Regions from separate parts of the Mus musculus genome. Here region 2 is linked to region 1. Evidence: chromatin contacts called from public HiChIP or PLAC-seq data. All regions are on one chromosome and are shown on one strand. Each heading gives the region's core, a stretch centred on a gene start, on an enhancer-like site or on the middle of the called end of the contact. The rest is flanking DNA. Distances are from core to core; before and after follow the strand shown.

Region 1 (3,506 bases), core at 194-2,693:
CAAATTGACCGAATATTAAAAGACAAAGAACTTCGAGGTCTTCATTTATAACATGTAAATACTTTCTGTTGCAAAGGATAATGGATAGAAATCATAAGTTCCCAAGGATGTCCTGAGCAAGTTAGATGACAAGGTGTTGTTGTAAATCACCAATCCCAATAAGCCTGTGCAAAGAAAACACCAAACCACTCAATTATAATACTTATAAGTTACACAGATTTTTCAGCAGATATATCACTACACAGCTCTATTTCTCAGTTATGAGATTCCTTGCTACTTGTGGCTTCTCCAGGCCAAGTGGTTCTGCTCCATCTTCCTTTGACCTACATCTATGTAGTGTTTATGTTAAACACACACACACACACACACACACACACACACACACACACACACACACTCACACACAAACAGGAACACACCACTATTGTAACGTAAACAAAAGAAAAGTAAGTGATGACTTCGTCATTCACATAGAAACACTCTTACTTTACCCTGTTCTCCAAACCATCAGCCATTTGTCAAAATTCCAATCCTTCTCCCATGGCAGCAAAGCCTCTTTTTTCTTCTTTCCAACCTCCCTGTTCAATGAAACTCTGCAACTCAGTCCTTACCTCAGGCCTTACAACTCTTTCCTTTCCCCTGTACCTCTGTAACAAACCCTGCTCTTCCACCTATGCTGAAGCTGCAGGAGTGACTTGCTAATTTTACAATCCCAAGGAAGGGAACAAAGCTGACTCCAAGAACAGAGATGTATTTAAGGTCAGAGTGAGAAAAGGGCACATGGCACTCATGGTGAGTAGTCAGCAAGAAGGGTGTGGATCTGACTGCATTCCAAGTGATCTGACTTCATTGTTTTCTTCTTTAAGGTCATCAATGCTAGAAGGTGAAGGAAAGCCACTCAACCCAGACTCAGTCAGGGGAACCTCTCTGGAACCATACTTCTGAAAACCTGGATGCCAATGACATTTTTTGTGGAGATAAGATTCAAGTACAGAAAATAAAAGTGCATAGGCCTGTTGAAATACCAGCTCTACTAAAAGCAGCTCTTAATTCTAAGAAATGGGGCTTTCTTATATGCTTTACACATTTTCTATTATCAAAGTTTTATATGTTGTCTCTATAACTTCTGTGATTGTTTAATTTGTAATTTTTATACCTAAAACTTAAAATAAATTCACACAATTTCTGTAAAGCAGTGTGCATTTGGGAGTATTTTTTAACCATTTGAGAGGTGCTTTAAAATAGTTAGTGACCCTCAGATAAAGCTGGAGAATACAGGCTTGAAATGTGATGTGTAAGGATAAAGCATGTTCAGGAACAAGTAGACTGAGTTTTCTACCCATGAAATTAAGGTATTAATAAGATGCGGGTGGGAGGCGGTAGAACTCAGCCTTGAGTGTAGTTTCTAAAACTAATATGCTGAGGACAGCATTAAATCTTCACACCCACGATGCTGAGTAATGTGAGTGCATTACAGAGTTTAGGTATTGGAAAAAATCCCCAGAATGAGGTATTTAGGGTGGGGCATACTATTTTCAATTGTAAGGCATCCCATCTTCAATTCCAGAGTGAAATAAAATCACTGCAAATCTTTAAAGCCAAATGAAGAAGGCTTATGAGAAAGGAAATCTAAGGCATTAAAACAGGAGCATTCCCAGAGGTGCCTTTCTTGATTGTTGACTTCTCTCACTGCTGTGAAGACAGACTTGATAAACGAACAGAAGGATCAGTGGATGGATTTTTTGCAAATGGTTTAATGGTAAAGAAGAACGAGTTGGGTGGAGAAAAGTGAGTTCTAGAGTTGATCTCTCTCTCTCTCTCTCTCTCTCTCTCTGTCTCTCTCTCTCTCTCTCTCTCTCTCTCTCTGTCTCTCCCCCCCCCACACACACGCACATGCACACACACATTAGAGACCTGAACCTATTTGATGCAACCCACACTCATGATGAGTGTTTGCAAATTCCTTCTGAAAGTCTAGAAGGCCCTCTTGCACATATTAAAAGTATTCTCCCAAGCAATTCCAGATTCCATCTGTTTACAACCAATATTCACAGTCCCATGTAATGATGTGAAATGGAGGCAAGGAGGATTGATAGAGGTTTTGGCAGCAGAAATATAGGCAGGAAGATGCAAGAACTAAGGATGAGTGCCTCTCACATCTTATTGATGTAAATCCATGTCTTATTCCCCATTCTAATGATACTGGAATTTTGAGCTTAATGGGATGTTTTTAATTCACAATCACTTCTCATCGATAGATTAATGTCACTAGAATGCATTTGTGGAAGGAAATTCTGTTTGTTTTTATTACTTGTTTTGCTTTAGCTTTGCTCTTCCAACATGTGAGGGTGAGACAGACTATTGTTTATCACCTTGAAACCCCACATTTCTTGTCCTATAACCTCAATGCACCTTCCAGGCAGAAATCATTATCCACATCTACTGTGTACACATCTTGTGCGCACTCAACTGGCCAGAAAGAACGCTGCAACAGGATCCTTCTGCACACGTTTATTGGGAGAGCATTGATTGCATAGGCGAAAAAAGAACCCCGAACAAGGAAAATGATGCTGCTTATATACCCCTCCATGTGACGTGTCAGCTCCTGATTAGCTGCTCACTCATCACCCCACTACTACGCCCTGGGATGGGCAGTGACTTGGCACGAATTTACTCTTGCACCTGTGCACATTACTTGTTTACCAGTTAGGCACAGCGGAGGCTCATGATGGCAATTGCTCACGTCTCTCCACATAAACACAACATTCTTTAAACAATACACCTGAAGTCTATTGGCAAAGTGGATACCCACATACAACAGGTTGCAAATATATGTGCTGTGAACCTTAAAAATGGTTGCTGCCCTTAGAAATAACTTCACTGGCCAGCTCTGGGCCATCTTGGGCAAGAACTCGGTGGAGGGTCCCAAGGTCCCCAGAGGTCTCTGCACACTGCAGGCACACTAGCACACTAGCACACCCAGGGACTTGATTTCACTGCTGAGGGAAATACAACATCTGTTCCAAAAAAAAAAAAAAAAAAAACCCAGAGGGTCTTGTGCTAGCAGGAACAAAGGCAAAGGACACCTGCCTGACCACTGGCTGGAATTCTTCTGGTCAGCTCCATCCCTGCACCATCTTGGACACAAACTCAGCGGGCACTAGCTCACCCAGGAACTTGAGATCACTGGTGAGTGGAACACAACATCTGTTTCAAAACACAGGGACAATGGGCAAAGGCAGGCCCTAGCACACCCAGAATCTTGGGATCACTGAGTCCAGTCTACACAGGAGAGCGCGTGGGTGGCAGAAGCAAAAGATCTTCTTGGACTGGGTCCCTTCAGGCCTTAGTCCTCAGCCAGGAGGCAGAAATGAGACCCAGACCCCCGGGCACCTTCCCTGTCAGAGTAGAGTCGGCCTTCAGGGAGGGCTCTGACCTCAGGACTCAGGAGGTGGAACTGAGCTCCAGATTTCTGTGCACCTTCCCTGCAAGAGGAGAGCTTGCCT
Region 2 (3,267 bases), core at 723-3,222, 250 kb before region 1:
TTGGCCTTTTGTCCAACTTAAAAAAAAAATCCTGTTTAGCTTATCTTTAGTTTTACAAATACATAAAAATTGTTGGAAACAATGTTGAGATTGAGATTTGTCTTATGTAAAGGTTAATTTGTATTTGCTGCTAAACTTATATGTTTATATCCCTGTATTTTTTCAATGCAGAACAAAAAGTCACACACCCCAAAAAAGAACATTAGCAAAGGTGCTGTTCTTCATGAGAAACCCATGACAGTGATGGTACTCACTGCAACAGAACCATTTAATTATAAAGAGGGAAAAGAGAACATGTTTCATGCTACAGTGGCTACAGAGAGCCAATATTACCGTGTGAAAGTTTTCAACATGGACTTGAAAGAGAAGTTCACAGAAAATAAATTTATTACCATTTCCAAATACTTCAACAGCAGTGGCATCCTAGAGATCAATGAAACTGCCACTGTGTCAGAGGCTGCTCCTAACCAAATTATTGAAGTGCCCAAAAATATTATCAGAAGTGCAAAAGAAACTCTTAAGATCTCTAAAATTAAAGAACTTGATTCTGGAACACTGATTTATGGTGTGTTTGCAGTAGAGAAGGTAATGTGTGAAAACTTTTTAAACTTTTTTTCCACTGACGTCTGAAATCAAATACGGTAAATTTCCACTTAGTGCTTAATGATAGTATTGTAACAAAACATTCTATCTTGGCTGGGGATAAAATTTGAAATAATCAAATGGATTAGGTAATAAGAGTGGGCCAGCTTTTAACAGTCTACTTCCTAAGATATCGCTGAGAGTTCTTTAAAAATGTTTTACCAAGATACACTATTTTACTCATTACAAATATCTATTGTACTTGTAATACAATACAAGCTACAGTGAACAAGAAAGTCACAGGGCACAGGTTGGTAATGCTAACAGATTCTATTTTAGCCTCTACTGCAACTATACAACACCCATTTCTTTCTCTAGACTATGTTTCAAAAGATTACCTGAAAGAGGGTGAATTTTTATTGTAACATTTTTGTTTTGGAATCATAAGTAGATTAGATGGCATCCCCCATTAACTTAAAACCATTCAATAGAATGAATCAAATATCTCTACACATAGTAGGTTTAATCATTTAGTGTTGATTCATATCTTTTTCTATTAACTAAGTATTTCTGAATAGCTTAGCAAATGATAAGTATTATAGGAAATGAAGTTTTAAAGGTAATTAAATCAGGTATTCTAGATTCCCTAGTTTTCTACATTTAATAGATATATACAGACATCTCAGTGATGTATCTATGGCTAAATGCCGAGTATTAGAATTCAGATAAAAAATTGACAATGTTGGTGAGGTCAACAAATGTTTTATAAACTTGGCAGGTTTAAGCCTCTTTAGTCTGTCTTTTTTTTTTTTAAACCCCTGTTTTACAAAATCCATTGCCTTATAGAATACCCTTTACAGACTATGCATATGAACATAGATGAAAAGTTTATGAGCAATAGCTTGAGTAATGTCCAATAAAGTATAAATCGGGGACATTGGCTTTCCTGGACATGATACTGTAGAGAGGTAGGAAGAGGGTCTAAGTGAGTAAGTTACTGTAATCTTAACCTGTTTTGAAGATTCCCTGTAACCTACTGAATGAATGAACATAAGGAACAAATGCTCATTCATCTCTTTACAAGCAGAAGATAGGAAGATAGCTGCCAAAGTTCTGATTCCAGTGATCTCAGGCAATTTACTGAGAACCCAGGCTGTTAAAGAATAGGAAGCAGTAGAAAACAGGAATAACATTTATTGTCCGAGCACTTCCAGGAAGAAATGTCCAAATCAAGGAAGCAAATCATTATAGTTGTAGAGAAATGGCAGGAGGAGACTGCTCCCAGCTTGCTAGCTGGTAGGAGAATTAGAATCATTGTCATTCTTAGCAGACTAAGACCCAGTGGCATACTTTCTCAAGCAGAGAATCCTGCTGTTCTGCCAAGTGAGCTGTAATCCTGAGGAAGTGACCTAGATGTTCCTTCTCTCATGAGAAAGTAACTTTGTTCCTGGTTTAATTAGACATCACATCTCAGAGTTGGAATGCAGACAGATTTCCCAGACTGCAGGGAGGTCTGAGTCACTTGGAACCAAGATAAGCTATTGCTAGGGAAAGTGCACCTGTTAGAAAACTGGAAATTGGGAAAATCTTTCTTCTGCTTGGCCTTTAAAAGAAGTTGAATAAACTTTGAATAAACTGTGTATTGGTTGATTTGACTGCATACCAGTTATGTCTTCATTAATGATGCTCTACCCTTGGGACCAAAACACACTAGACATGGACAACACACTAGACATGGACAACACACTAGACATGGACAACACACTAGACATGGACAACACACTAGACATGGACAACACACTAGACATGGACAACACACTAGACATGGACAACACACTAGACATGGACAACACACTAGACATGGACAACACACTAGACATGGACAACACACTAGACATGGACAACACACTAGACATGGACAACACACTAGACATGGACAACACACTAGACATGGACAACACACTAGACATGGACAACACACTAGACATGGACAACACACTAGACATGGACAACACACTAGACATGGACAACACACTAGACATGGACAACACACTAGACATGGACAACACACTAGACATGGACAACACACTAGACATGGACAACACACTAGACATGGACAACACACTAGACATGGACAACACACTAGACATGGACAACACACTAGACATGGACAACACACTAGACATGGACAACAGCGATAGAAAATCCCTTGGGAAGGTTTCACTGATTGCCTATGTCTATAACAGGCTTCATATTTTACTATGATTTTTTTCTAATAAATGATCTTTTTGAATGTATGATGTTGAATGTGGATGACATAACTTTCAGAGAATGCATGTTAATTTTACTTTTGCAGAAAAAAGTGAATGATAAAAGTATAACCTTCAAAATAAAAGATAATGAAGATAATATAAAAGTGGTGTGGGATAAAAAACAGCACAATATCAACTATGAGAAAGGAGATAAACTCCAACTCTTCTCCTTTCACCTGAGAAAAGGAAATGGGAAACCAATATTACACTCTGGAAATCACAGTTTCATCAAGGTAGGAAGTAGACAGAGAAGGGATTTGCCAAAGAGGAAATTGACTTTTGCTTTAAGACTCTGAACTTGAGGTTTTCAATATTTTTCATAGACAATTCTGTACCTGGAGGAAGGAATTCAGATGATGCCCTTAGGAAAAAG

The links. HiChIP or PLAC-seq counts read pairs in DNA pulled down with a chosen protein or histone mark.
Region 2: a contact with region 1 is called in a FOXA1 HiChIP or PLAC-seq map of pancreatic cancer cells, with 6 times the contacts expected there. The contact joins two enhancer-like sites. A contact is called at or near these places in 8 of 39 promoter capture datasets (the 3T3-L1 cell line, 3T3-L1-derived adipocytes, embryonic stem cells and 5 more), 1 of 115 datasets of contacts at active chromatin or transcription factors (pancreatic cancer cells) and 1 of 9 other capture datasets (liver).

Annotation. Positions count from the first base shown.
Region 1 is chr1:173,721,113-173,724,618 of GRCm38.p6, reverse strand. It overlaps Ifi207 (interferon activated gene 207), which reads left to right. Exons shown (of 8, transcript NM_001204910.1): 8 at 867-1,192. The coding sequence ends at 887. Among named protein-coding and RNA genes, the nearest start is that of Ifi207, 19 kb to the left of the region's middle. Within about 2 kb of position 1,443, at least 5 of the 459 cell types and tissues checked have an H3K27ac peak or open chromatin away from gene starts, as enhancers often do. A contact at or near this core is called in pancreatic cancer cells, where this site is marked.
Region 2 is chr1:173,972,051-173,975,317 of GRCm38.p6, reverse strand. Ifi202b (interferon activated gene 202B) reads left to right here. Exons shown (of 7, transcript NM_008327.2): 3 at 172-585; 4 at 2,939-3,127. Among named protein-coding and RNA genes, the nearest start is that of Ifi202b, 9.2 kb to the left of the region's middle. Within about 2 kb of position 1,972, at least 18 of the 459 cell types and tissues checked have an H3K27ac peak or open chromatin away from gene starts, as enhancers often do. A contact at or near this core is called in pancreatic cancer cells, where this site is marked.